3 separate regions of the Drosophila melanogaster genome follow, and all the other regions are linked to region 1. Evidence: chromatin contacts called from public Hi-C data. All regions are on one chromosome and are shown on one strand. The core of a region is the stretch at or near the end of the contact, and the rest is flanking DNA. Distances in the headings are between cores, read along the strand shown.

Region 1 (4,837 bases), core at 1,368-3,867:
TAAGAAATAACTACTGGTATTCCGACTATATCTTTCTAAACAAAACAATATGTAGTGGCTCTCATTTAATGATCATTAAATTTCCATTACTAACGTTTTTCGGTTATCGGTAAAATCGACATTATCGATATAACTTATCGTCATTCTCAAACGAGCTTATTAGTAAGAGCTTTACTAATTCTTGAAGAATACTAGAATACGAAGAATACGTTTAATGTTGTCTCTCAAAATTAATTGACTTCCCGGTTTCCCTGCTTCAATTACAGCTTTTTAGACAAACTTTCGCACACTTTCTTGTTATCAACTGGCACGTTCCACCAATGTGGCTAGCAAACACTCAAGATATGATAAAAGTCACAATCGCAAGCACATAGGACGACTATACAGATGTGTGTATAGGCTTATATGTACACTTTTTTTGGGCCATCAGCTGCTGTTGTACCTTGGCACATTGCGAATAGATAAAAGCCTTATCTGTAAATGGGGAATAAAAAAGCCTCTTTCGACAGCTAACCGAGTGGCGAATCAACCCATTTATGAAAATTAAACCTAATCACATTTCAATGTCAATACTGATGTCAAGAGAATATTCAAAAGCATCTGAAAACGGTGCGTATACGAGATCGCTGGCAAAATATGGCAACAAAATCGACCTTAGTGGATCGCATACGAAAATCGGGGGAGCAAACAAACACAGAACGAAAGAAATGAGCTCCACGCAAACGACACACGCTTCAAGCTCTGCTATCAGTGTGGCGCTGGGGCTCTATTTTTAGAGCCATTATCAGCGCTGCTCTAATTAAGATCTCCCCTGCCCACTCCCATGACAAGTAACACACCAAAACGGACTAATCAAAACCCACACGAACTGAAAGATCATCTATTGGAGCGACACTGCAGCGCCGAACGTGACCGACTTTATGATTCTAGTCGTTTTGATCTTGAAAGTGAAACTAGGAATTACTCGAATAAGGTTATAAATCACATTCCCTATCGGTTGTATTAAAATTTGGGTCGTAAATTCAATAGATGTGACTACTTTAACACAACAAAAAGTCCAGCTTTCCTATCTAAAATTCTAAACACCAATATAAATAAAAGAACCTAACTCTAGTTTCTATTAAACCTCTTAACTTTTATCAAAGCTTATTTTTATAAATATAGCAATAGCAATTTATATTGGAAATATTTCACGGAAGAATGAATATTTTATTGTGGCGACTAAAAAAAATGTTGTTGTAATCAACATAAAATACCATTTAATTTAAATTTTAATTGATGTGTAGGAAAGCACTGCTTCAATTACTTTTTTAATCGCGTGACGAAACAAAATTTGACTTTTAGAATATTTCAATCAATTGCCGATTAGATTCGAATCGAATTTAGGAACTTAAAAAACATGACATTTTTCATTCAATCAAGTACACCTACTCGTAATTGTTAATAATATTTACCCGCCAAATGTTTGCAATGGGAAATAGCTGGCTAATTTGTTGCTCCTTGTTGATTGCGATTTAAAAAATTGTTGATTTTGCCGGTGGGATTTGTTGATCGCCGTTTGCTGTTGTTAACTGGCACTGTTTTACTTTATTTTCCTGGTTGCTTTGCACTTTTTTATGGGTTTGTTTTTTTTTTATGGGTAGTATATATGATTGTGTTGTTGTTTTGAGCGAAACTTGTGCGGATTTCTTGATTTTTAGTGGTTATTTAAATATATACATATATATTTTTTAGAATTCTGTTGGCATAATTTTCTGCTCACACACACACACACTCATTAAATGGGTTTCTTGTTGTTGCTGGGCGGCGGTTTTGCTTAAGCTAAAGACGATTGTAAAAACGGTAAATTAGAATATATATATAACAACAATCAAAATAAACAAATAAAAAGAGCGCGAAGAGAGCGGCGCGATTAAAGAGCGTAGTGTGTGTATGTGTGTGTGCCGAAGAAAGAGAGGGAGAGAGCGAAGAGAGCGATCACGTCACGTCATCAATTCATGCCAATTGGACGCACACACAACACTTAATTGGAATTCGTATGAGAATTCAATGAAAACCGTGCGGCGCAGTCGAAAAGTTGTTTAAAGTTCAAATGGGTAAAAAATTTTAATATAAACACGTTTCGGAGCTTACTCCAATTCGCTTTTTATTCGCCACTAGTGTGCGTAACGTATTTTATGTGCCATATAGTAGGTACATATGTATGTATTTGTATGTACAACGTGACTGCTACGAAGATCATCCAAGCATCGCTATTTAATACGTTTTGGAGCTTTTCTCTTATTTTATACGATTGTCGTATGTAAAAAACGAACGCGTTCCTTCTACGTTTCAGTTTTGAGTTCGGCACATTCACATGTTTTGAAAGCGAAACATATTTATTTTCCACTTTCTTGATTTGTTTCTACATTTGCGTTTTAGAATCAACGGTGTTCGGCCCCAAACGATTTGGGCCTCAAAAGATCACTGCGTTTTTTGCATTGGTTTATATTTGCTTTGCTTGAAGTTGAAAAGGAAAACGATGAACGATGAACGACCTCGTGGCTTTTAACCGCAAGCGAAAAAACACAGACTACTCGTTAACTGCTTTCTAGTTGGATGCGAACTGACAACTGAAACTGATTCGCCGTCGCCTTCGTAAAAGTGTTCGTTTCGGCGGCGCAAAAAGGCGGTCTGTGCGTGTGTGTGTGCGACCTATGTCCGCGTATGTGAGAGCTTGCTCTTAGCATCCACTCACGTTCCACAACCGCTCACTTCACCGCTTTTTTATGTTTGTGGCGCGCTTCGTCTCACACACTCTCACACACTTGGGGCCAAAAAATTAGTGGGGTATGCCAAATCGATATGTTTTATTTGAGTATTTTCTGCGTGAAATAAGAGAAGTTATAGCTATAGCTATAAATGCAATAGATATTTTAAATCTTAAAGCATACAAATTTCTCTCTTTAAGGGATATTAACCCCAACTAAATGATAATTCGTATAAAATAAAAAAGGAATTGTTTCAATACTTACAAATTTAATAATATAAAACTTAATCTATTTATTTTTAATAACGGGTGACTGTTTTAATGAAAAGAATAAAGTTCAGCTGCAGTGAAACATTTAAGACGTCATTGCATATTAATAACAATTTGAAAAGTATTCATTATAAAAAACATGTTATTCACTATTGAGGTGACCGCCTTTGTGCCCCCGTCAATATTAATAAATAAAAGCCATAGTTTACCTATTTTATACATTTGGAATTTAAATTGTTTCTTTTCATTTCGGTCGCGCTGCTCTGAACTCGAAATTCTCGACGATGGAGGAAAGGGAACGGCGGCGGTGGGTGGTGGTTGGGCGTTTTGGGTGGGGTGATGGGGCGGTCGGCATTGCTGATAAGGCAGCCGTTATCTCGCGATTGTCGCTCGCTCGTTCACTCAAGCTCTCTCTCTCCCTCCCTCTTTGAGGCTCCATTTCTCTCTTACGTTCATTGTCTCGTGATGCGATGGAAAATTTCCCGAAATTGCATTCTACTGATAATGCCAGCAATGCACATTTGTGCATATGAATATGGGACTCAGAAGTGCCCCGCATCTCTTGCAGTGTGCGAGCTTTTTGGGAGCATGTATTTTATGGTCAAAGTCCCCCGCATCCCCGACCACCGAAAAATAAGCCCCTCCCGGTGCCAGTTTTTTTTTTTTTTTTAATTTCATTTTTCGCCTAGGCCCGATATCTCTATACTTGTACACACGTTCGCGTCCATGAGAGTGTGTATCGGTGTTATTTTAATGTGCCTGCCACATAAATTCCGCAACATTACACGGCTAATGAAGTCTAGACGCTGAGGACGGAGAAACCAACAGTTTATGGATCATCCAAACTTAAAGACCGACCCGATGCGATCGTCTCGATCCCTCGAGAGGGGGGATTAGAAACGAGCCAAGGAGATGAGTTAAGGACTTTAGGGTGCATCTTGGCATATCTAGGATCTTAAAGATTTCAAATTTGCAGGCTTCATTGGGTAATTTTTTGTTAATTTGTAATTTTTCAGAATATTTTTATTGCTTAAAAAGCTCTTTTAGTTTTTTTTTGTTGTAAGATTATAGCTCTATTAAATAGGCCTCAAAGTCTGCAAAGTCCCGAGTTATGACAATAAAAGTTTGCATGTACATAGAGATTTTGGAATGCGAGAACAACAAGAAGATAAGTCCGCCAAAAGATACATATATATTTTAGAATGCTATTAAGTTGGCTTAAGAACGATAAGTAACACGTTGGTATAGGTAAGTTCCATCTGGAAGTGGGCTTATAAATCACTACTACCATTTAAATGAGCATGTAAATAGCATGTTAACTGGAGTATCAAATGAATTGAAGTTCTCAAGACTAATTTATGCGTTTGAATGATCAGATAAAAGTTAAAATCACTCGAGCAGTGTATCAATAGGCCGCCCACTTCCCATTCCATTCCATTGAAATTACACAGACGTTTCAGCTATCGCCAGCTAATACTTGATCATAATTGTCAGCGGCAAAAAAAAACAGAAAATATACAAAAATATGTATAGAGCGTTTCATTTGCGTTGGCGCGTGGCGAATGGCTAACTGTCGTCGCCGTCTCGGTCTCCGTCTCGTAATCACAACCAAATTTGACAAACTGGACACGCAAGGCACTAAACTCAGGTTTCAAACTGCGCGCCAAATCTCGAAAGGAGCTTTTCTGGGCGCCAGAGTGCCGAAAACGAAAGGGGTTCTTTCTACAAGCGACGCTCAAGTTTCAAAGGTCTCGAACTGCCTAAATGCTTGGCAAACTCTCTAGAACTAGATAGAACTAGATTTAGACCATTTTAAAA
Region 2 (4,837 bases), core at 1,377-3,876, 420 kb before region 1:
GGCCTGGCGAAAACAAAACAAATAAAAAAAAAAACGAACAATAAAAACAAAAGACTTAGGCAACGAACTTTGGGCGGCAACGGGTAGTGTTGAGATTTTGGCCAAAATGTTGGACCGCCCGGCTGGTCGACTTGCTTATTAATTTCACATGCCTTGGCCATAATGAAAGGCGATTTTATATGGCCCGGCCGCCTGCCGTCGTTTATAATCAAGTTAAATGCGCGCTCGTCCATAAAAACTCGACTTATCAGCCAAACGGCAAGGCCAACAAATGGCGCAAATGCATTTAGGGGTGTGCGGCAAAATAGGGGGGGGGGGTATTCCGCCCTATCTTCTGCCTATGCCACAAAATCTGCATATTGCACCGTTTGGAGACAGTGCGACCATTAACAGAATGATGTCGCTGAGTGAGTGCAAGAGCGAAGCGAGCATTGCCTTTTTTATGGCACTTTTCACTCGCTTCGGTTTCGGTTTGGTTTTAACTCGGTGCGGCGCATTGCATTATGGAAAATCCCATACAACTTTATTGGCCAGCTTCCCGCTGTGTGCAAATATATAACTCTGTTTATCGCATTTCATACGGCATTATTTATGCCAAAGTGAAAAGTACACGTACAGCGAGAAAATATAACAGGAAAACAACTGCTTTGTAAGTATACAAATTCAAAAGATTGCTTTAAAATTTATGTTTTTATATGATTATTAATAGCATAATAATGTTGAAGAAAAATATAATAATTGACTTCATATTCTAATTAGAGAAAGTGCTGGACTAGGTGCATTTTTTGCAGTGCACTGTCTAAGACAAATTTCACCCGATGCCATTGGCATTGAAAACTATTCAAAATATTTCCGAAAATATCTGCGTGGCATCTTTTTGTTTCTCAATATTTTTGCTTTTGATGTGTTTACCTTTCGTTGGAAATCAAGGGGGCCAGACGCTATCGATCAAGCATGCAGCACATCACACGGCATGGAGTTTCTGAATTGGAATCTGGAGTTCATGAAGGGACTGGGATTCATTCGGAGATTGGGGAGCTCCTCACACGCTCGCTTAGATTTCAACACAATGGGCAGTTTCGATTTCAAAGCCGGCAAGAGAACCCGAGCACGTAGATCGGGTCGGGAATGGTTATGGGTAAATGGGTATATCTCTCTGCGACGTTGATGCGCACCTTCGATAAGGATGAGACCGACCGGCGAACACACCTCAAAACGTTATGAAATGCGGAGGGAACGAGAAGAGAAAACGCAAGAGAAAAGCCAATAGAATGGAAAAATAAGGAGATGGCACAAAAACAGGAAAGAGTTGACACGGCTAATCCTGACGAATTGTTGTTAGCTGTCTTGGTTCATTCAACAATTTGGTCGGAACAAGAGTTCGTTCTCCTCCATAAGAATGATTTATAATTTCACGTGCTTTATTCTTGGACCTTACAAACGTCTTCGGTTTTAATATTTATTAACTAAGCACCACCAATTAGCTGCAACTAATTAACTGCCAGTTAGAGGTGTTTATATGATTTTTTTCCTCTTATCTTATACTCCTACAAATTATTAATGGTATTCAAAAGGCTCATTATGCCATTAACTTTATGGTTTTCAAACTGTGGTCATATCTGTATTTTTAACTAAATTACAGACTTGAAGGATTTTAAATTAAAAGTTTAGCTATCTAATTAGATAATTATTCATTTACACAAATCGTAGAACTCTGCTAACCGGTTATTGAGTATTTTATTGCACTTGAAACGTAAGTTGCTTTAAATCATGATTATATTATGATTAGTAATATATAATTTGTTCTTCTGACTAGGAACATTAGTTTTGTTTTAGTAGGTTACAAAAGTAAAGTGATTAAATAGTCCACAGCTCACTTGTGAGTTTTTCATTATCATTATATACAGTTAGTTTGTCTCGCTTTCGTTTTGGTTCACACAATTTTATGGGTGAAAAAGTGTTAAGCCAATGCAGGCGCTAATCAAATTGAGACAACGAAAGTGTTAAGTCGACTTCCAGGAATCGGGCTATTAAATGAGCGTTGGGCCATAAATCTGCAGATAAGACAATGCCCCACTGATAAGAACTAAGGGAGATGCCAGTCGATAAAGCCTGAAAGAGGCTGCACAAAGATGAGGCCCGGGTCATAAAATCAGAAACCCAAACACACTAAATAAGCCATAGAGAAGACTAACATGGGATTTTATCACCGCTTGTTAGTGTAAATTTACAAACACATTCGAATGGGTGTGTAAGAGCTACAAATACATCCATATGCTTGGAGTTTTTCCAACTGTTTTTACTTTCAATAAACAATTCTAGGGGATTTCCTCTCGAACTGCAACATGCTTGAGGTCGTTTGAGATCGCTCCGATCGGCTCGAATTGAGCTGTTGGCGCAGTTTGAGCGCAACATGTTGCTCTCTTCATAATTCTTGCTGTTAGCTCGCTCTGTTAACCGGTAATCGCGGGTCTCGCGCATGTTAACTCCATGTGAACAGCAAGCGAACGTTTTGAGTTCCCATAGAAATAGCGTCTGTTAACCGCTAAAACGCTGTATCTTAACATTTCCATTGAAAACAAAGCGGGTAAGCAGGGTGATCCAACCACGAGTTTGTTGGATACAACAGTTGGGTTTCCACCTCGACCGGGAAAAGTCGGGCAAATTTAAAGCGCTCCTCTGTTATTCAAATTTTTTAAAAACATACTGAATCCAAAAAACCGTTGTTTATTGGCAGTTCTCAGGTTTTTACGAAAAAGGTGAACATTGAATTTAGGATCCGAAAAAACGTGCGGGTCAAGAGATGTAAATATATTGCAAAATACTGCATCAAGTGTTAATAATCATTTTCAGAAACATAAGCTAAAAAACTGTGAGTGCGTGACATCGTGTGTTTTGGATACGTTTTATGAATGAGCGCGGGTGTGAACGAATTTTTCGGAGTCAACAACAAATAACGAACGCGATAAACAGAGGCACACTCACACAACCGCGATTAAAAAGGCACTCTCCATTAAACAATAAAGAAATCTCTTGTTTTTCGAAAAGCAAATAGAAAATACGAAAATGTAGCGCGGAAATTGCAGTGCCAAAGAAAACAAACGCATCGTTTGTTGGGCTTGAATTTCGCACGGTTTTAACACTTCCCATAATAAAAAATAAACATCTTTCGAAACCAGAAAAGTAAAAATAAAAACTGCGTGCAGAAAAATATATAAAATTAAATAGTGCATAAAAATCGGTTTTCTTTGCGGTTCGGTTCCGTTTTTGTTTATTTGTAGTGTGCGTGTGTTTCTGTTTCCCCCTTTCTATCTCTATCCCTGTCTCTTTCTCTGCCTCACCGCCCGTCTCTTTCTCTCTTTCGAGTAAGAGAACGCGTGCTTTTGTTTTCGATTACGTTTACTACATTTTTTGTACGCCCCATAGAAAAAAACATGACGAAATGTTGTTGTTGAAAACGAGAAATAAATACAAGTGATTCAGAAAAATAAAAAAATAAACGAAACAACGAAAATAAAAGAGAAATTACACATCTGATTTATACGAAAAGAAAAGTTCTGTGAAGCAATATACGAAAGTAAAATTCTATTTGGTGTTTATAGAATCTCCGATGGTGTTGTGAAATCAAAGAAATAAAGAAAACCCAAAGCTACAGATACTCTCTTCGCGAGCAGCAACCGCAAACGCATCTAAAAAGGTAAATAGAGCTTCGGGACCCCATGTCGCTTATCTTCGGGGTAGGATAAACAATCCATCCAGCTTATCTGCAGGTCCATAAAGATCTGCAGATCTCGAGAAATCCAGACGTCGCTTGTTTATGGGTGGCTTCGGGGCTTCCTAGAACGAAACGTCAGAGTTTTAGATACATCTTGTGATTGTCGCCGGGTTTGCCACTTACTTTCACTCCCCAAAATTTACCTGAGTTTCTCGGTTTTCTAGTCTTTGACTTTGTGGTACAACTTTATCTTGTCAGCTGCGAACTGAAAAAGATAGTGATAACCTAAATAGTATATGTTTACAGTTAGTTAGTCGCTGGCATAATCTACGCGACGCGTTCGAGTTATCTGCGATCGTTTTTATTGGCCTTATACGAGTTCTGATCGGCTTTCTTTACCATTTCCGCTGCTGTTTGAATTGTCAGCGCTTTATTTTGATTCATAAATCATAATCGCTATGTATTGTAGTTTGTTTACACTCTGGTCGAGTGCTGCTTTTTCCCTCCAGCGTTTGTTTTTAATTCATGGGAATAATCACCGAAAAGTGCACAAACAATCCGAATCCGATTTGCATACTTATTGAGAACTCAGCCAAATGGCAGGCGTAGCATTTCCGGTTCTAAAATGCGTCATCGGAGTATGTCGATCGTTTTAACCCCCGAGAAACTGAAACTGGCGACCCGTTTTGTCTACCATAACAACAACTCTTGATACGGCCCGCCCTTTATTATTTTACAGCATAGCCACCTTATATATAGAAACTCGTTTTTCGTTGTTTCTGCCTTTGTTGTTTATACTCCACATACGTACCGATAAGTATGTAAATAAGTTCACAGCGAAACACTTGTGCTGGGTGCTTGATAAAATAGCAAATTTCAGGTAAATAAAACTGAAACAATATTTCGACTGGCCTGGCGTTCTTCATCTTCTGGTTGGGAAAGACCCAAAAAAATTGATAATTCAATGTTTATAAGTTACATGCAGTTAGGATTTTTAATATTATTTCATTTATTTAGATATGAAATTCAAAACATAAACAAAATAAACAAGACATCTCCCATCCTAAAACATCTTCCGTAAAAAACTCGCTTCTGATTTTTAATTAAACAAAACCATGTTAC
Region 3 (4,837 bases), core at 768-3,267, 320 kb before region 1:
GGAAAAAATATGAAAAGGGAAGAGCCTGACAGCAAAAGCGAGCAAAAGAGTTAAAACGGAACAGGCCACCCAGGCAGGCAGCCAAAGGAGGGGTAAATTTTCCCACACCCGCGCCCCCTCGTCGTCACGGCAAATGCATTTCCATTTCATTTCCATTTATTTCAATTTCTTTTGCCATCGGTTTTTATTTTTTCGTTTTTGCTTTCTTCTGCTACATATACATTTATGGACAAACACAAAATCGGATACAATTTTTGCTGGGCGCCTGTGACTTTTGAATGCATTTACAGTAGCCAGAATAGCAGTGTAACGATAAATGTATCTGTTGTATCTTCATTGAAATCTGAAACTCAATCTGTATCTGCATTTGTATCTGACTTTGAGCCTGAGCCTGTCTGGAATATTTGGCTTTTATGCAACCATTTAGCAAACACATCATAAAAATTCAATTCAATTCTGTGTTTACGTCGACTCCAGATGATATTGCTTTTTAATTGCGGACACGAGCGGAAATTGCTTTCACAAACAGCCAAACACATTCGCATCAGAGGCACAAGCACCAGCACCAGCACCAGCATATTTGCAGCCAAATGGATACAAATGGGGGGGCAGGATCGGAATGGGGCCCATTGACATTTCGGTTTTGGGCTGGCTGTTGGGGAAAGAAGGCTGCAAATGGGGAAAGCCGAGGAAAACTAGCTGCGGAAGTGCGTTGATTGCAGGCCTTCTGGGATGAGGGAAACTCCATGTGCCATTTGCCTGACCTCAAAAACTTTGACCTTTTGCGCTGCAGTTTATTCTTGGGTTTTGTTTCGTTTTTAATTGCACCACATGCGCCATGCAATATACATTTGAAATCAAGCCCAGCGCACAAACACCCACTTGGACACTCAAAAAATATATGGAACATACAAGAATGGGTTTTTGATTTACCATCACTAAGTATATTAGTGTTCACAACTCATACAAGAATCGTATTTATACACTAAAATATATTATACTATTTTATAAAAATATCATAGTATCTTAGTACATTAAGTCAATTTTCTTAAAGTGCACATGAGCGAGCAGGCGCGCTCTCATTTAATATGAAAGTCACAGAATGTGAGCTAATTGAAAACACTTGCAATATTTATGAGCCGAGCAACATGTTGCCAAGCCACTTGACTCCAAAGCCCCTCACCGCACCGCAGGGAGAGCGAGAGAGAAAGAAATAGAGATGGAGAAAGATACATTGAGCTAGCCACATGTTGCCAAGCTAATAAAACAACAAAATGATTTTATTATAATGGATTTATAACGCAGGCCAAGAGCAAACAGGCTATTAGACAGAGATACAAGACTTCGTCGCAATCCCGTATCGTGAGAAAGAGAGACAGAAGGGAGACAAGGACGGGGATAGAGCAAAAGAGAGAGAGATGCACTTTTGAATTGAGACGCGAATGCGGCAGTCCATTAAGCGCAATGTTGTTGTCATCTTTTAATGCTTTTGTTGCCTATTTGCCTTATGCGACTTGACAGCTCCACTATCTTTTCTCTCAGTGCACAAAGAAAAAATGTGCACAACCACAGTTACGTTCAACATGAAATAAGCGGAATAAGGAAACAAGTTTGCAACCAATCTCTGCCCAGTAATTTATTATTTTTTAGGATTACCAAACCACATTTAAAAATGTCCAAATTTGAGAAGCAAAATATTTCCAGTGTACATCCGAGTGAGTTGAACGAGAGCGATTTCAGCTTGCGTGTGCGCATTTGCAGCGATGTTGCTGCCGTGTCTGCAGCATAAATGGGGCCCCCACAGCGTCTCCTTAAGTGGAGATATTTATAATAAGTTTATTTGCTTGTACTCTTTGTTTTTCTCTAGCCCAAGCAATGCAGCAGCAACATCAACAACAAAAGCGGCAGCAACGGGAACATTCACAGCGGTAGCAACATGCAACATGTTGCTGCCGTGGCGTCAATGTTGCCCAGCTTGTTTGCCGCTGTTGGGCATTCACATTCACAATCACATTCGCAGTTGTAAATTGACGTTTTGCGTTAACGACCGAAGCGCCTTGGTCGTCGGTTTCGGCTTAAATCCCAATCGCAACATCGCGTGTGTTTGTTTCGTGAACTCTTCGCCCAAAGTAAGGCACTTTTTTGTGTGTGCTAGCATCATCACCATCATCGCCATCATCAGCATCAGAATCGAGCTGCATCCTAGCCCGCACCCCATGCAACGCACAATTTGTTTTGCATTCAGCTCGAACATGACTTCATCAGTGCAGAGAAAAAACACCAAACCACTTTACAGTCTTAATGGATTATTTTCAATATGGAAGTCATAAACCTGCAATCAAAATAGTTATAGTAATTATTGAAGAACAAGTCTTCGTTCTTAATTAAGCACAAAATTACACTACCTGCGTCAAGAATTTGGTAAGTCCTAAACTAGTTTTTGAATAATTATCTTGATGAAAAATCAACACACGTTTTTAATGACGCATTTGTATATCAAATAAAAATCGATAAGGTACTCAGAATTTCTGTTTCCAAATATAAATACTTCTTGGGAAATCCATAAGCCATAATCAATCCATACCCCAAATTCTATATAAATTCTATATATATAGAAAGTAACTTACTTTATTAATAAGATTTAAAAAAAAAACTTACTGAATCGCAAGTTTCCGGGAATAGCCCCAAATACTTTAATCAAGGCAAATTAAATTATCATTATTTCAATTGAAATGTGTAGAACACGATTACTTCTCAGTTCTTAACTATACTGTCAGTTATCAACAAATAAAAGAATTCAGAGTAGCAATAAACTAAACCATAAAACACAATTCAATCGTTTTATTCGACGATGTCATTCAATAATTGCCTCATTCAAAATAGCGACAATATGATCTAACTTTCTCTCAGTGTAGTCGTGTTTATTTGAAGTGACTTCCACGACTCCCCGACTTTTTTTTTTTTTTTGCTTGTCGTGCTTCTATTCAAGTGTATCTAAATTGCTTCATCTTCGTCTTGTGCAGCAGCGGCAGCAGGCAACATCAGCATCTTGTTGATGTTATTTCTCGTTTCATATTTTCGCAGTTATTTTTAGTTCGCCGCCGCTGCCCTTTTCAATCCCTTTTCAGCGAATATCCAATTCAATTCAATTTGCAGCCCGTAGAATTTAAATGAGCAATCAGGGCACTCATAGTCCAGTCCATTGTTATTGTGGCTTCACTTCCCTAATGATGCTGGACTGAGCCGGAGCCCGAGCTTAAACTGTTGCTCTTGAGATCTTGAAATCTGAGGGGAGAGTTCATTCAGAGGCTTGGTTTTTCTCGGATTGCGGCAAATTTTCGTTGTTTGACTGTTTGACCACAATTGACGGCGGCATTAATCATTTCGCGAATATATAGAACGCTCGCGATAACCTAAAAATAAATATGGCAATCATGAGTAATTGGCCTTATCAATAGCATAACATCGCCCATTAATAATCGCACCCTTGTAGCTAATTGAGCTGTCGCCCCTCTTATAGCTTATAATTATTATTAATAAAATCGGAAAGCAAAAAAAAAAAAAAAAACTGAAAAAACTGAAAAAAAAAGAAAGAGGCACGCACACAATCTCACACTGCTGACTAACAACACAAATTGAATTACGACATTCCTGTAAAGACAATGAATGGCTTTTGTGTGTGCGGTGACCCAAAGCGACGTTCTCAGGAAATGAAATTATACACCAATTATTGCCAACAACAGCAAAAGCAAAAGCTTTTAAAGAAATTGGAAAGAGTAGCGAAGACGGAACGTAGCGATACGATACGATACGAAACGAAACGAAGCGATTCGAAATGTGAGCGGTGAATATGGCAACGAAATCTCAATAATTAATCAAATAATAAATCTCGGTGAGCAATTAAGAGGAGAAAGACAAAGCCAGCGAACCGAATGGCCGAAAGCAATAAAAACCATTGAAAAGCCGTTGGCTCAGCATTAATTAGCGCTAAACGCCGTCGCAACAACCAGCGGTAACGACAGCAGCAACATCCACGAACGGCAGCAACATGAACTCCGCAGCGCAACAGCGGCAGCATCCACCGACTTATTAAAGTATGTACATATAACTCAATTATAGAGAATTAAAAACAAACTCAAAGTCAGGCAACGTCGGCAATTCGCAGTGCAGAAAGCGGTGCACTTGGAAAAAAAACCAACAAAAACTGTCAAAACAAATGGGCAAAATGCATAGCAATATCATTCAACACATCTTTTTAAAACTCTATCTCTAAAGCCAGATTTAAAATGTATCTTAAAGTACATAACTATTTATCAAGCAAATACTTAAGTTTTCTCCAAGTGCTCGGAGACGACGTGCTGCGGCAGCAGCAATCAAAGCAATAAAACACATTCAGCATTTAATAAAGACACCCCAGCAACATGTTGCAAGCGGGCCAGCAACAGCAACATCGTGAATTTGAATTTATGAGCTTCGCACACACACACTTCATCGTTCGCAACGAGATACAATTAAGCCGTAATGCATATGAAAATTCGTGTTTTATTGCCGTGCGTTATGTTCACGTGCGCGGCAACTGTTTGTATCTGTATCTGTTAATGTATCTGTATCTACATATATCCATAGCTTTATCTCCCTCGCTCTCTCTTTCCCACTTACGCGCTCTCTCTATCTCTCGCTCCCTCTCGCTGTGAGCGCAGCGTAATTGTAATTATAGTAATATGTTTTATGATGGGCCCTCGTTTAGCAGCAACCCCCGCGACGCGTTTGGCCAAAATGTATCTAGATACATAATTGCCACATTCAGTCGTCGTTAAATAGTTGCACGGCGCAGTTC

The links. A called contact is a pair of places that touch in the nucleus more often than the background predicts.
Region 2: a Hi-C map of the Kc167 cell line shows a contact between it and region 1, with 2.5 times the contacts expected there. A contact is called at or near these places in 4 of 107 Hi-C or Micro-C datasets (the Clone 8 cell line, the Kc167 cell line and the S2 cell line).
Region 3: a Hi-C map of the Kc167 cell line shows a contact between it and region 1, with 1.6 times the contacts expected there. A contact is called at or near these places in 7 of 107 Hi-C or Micro-C datasets (the D17-c3 cell line, the Kc167 cell line, the ML-DmBG3-c2 cell line and 1 more) and 1 of 7 datasets of targeted methods (the Kc167 cell line).

What each region holds. Positions count from the first base shown.
Region 1 is chr3R:14,054,725-14,059,561 of dm6, reverse strand. foxo (forkhead box, sub-group O) reads right to left here and starts at 2,617. Exons shown (of 11, transcript NM_206483.3): 1 at 2,134-2,617; 2 at 1,455-1,675.
Region 2 is chr3R:14,479,502-14,484,338 of dm6, reverse strand. cv-c (crossveinless c) reads left to right here and starts at 2,626. Exons shown (of 16, transcript NM_001104318.2): 1 at 2,626-2,759; 2 at 3,427-3,697.
Region 3 is chr3R:14,370,131-14,374,967 of dm6, reverse strand. NK7.1 (NK7.1,) reads left to right here and starts at 2,017. Exons shown (of 4, transcript NM_142100.3): 1 at 2,017-2,421.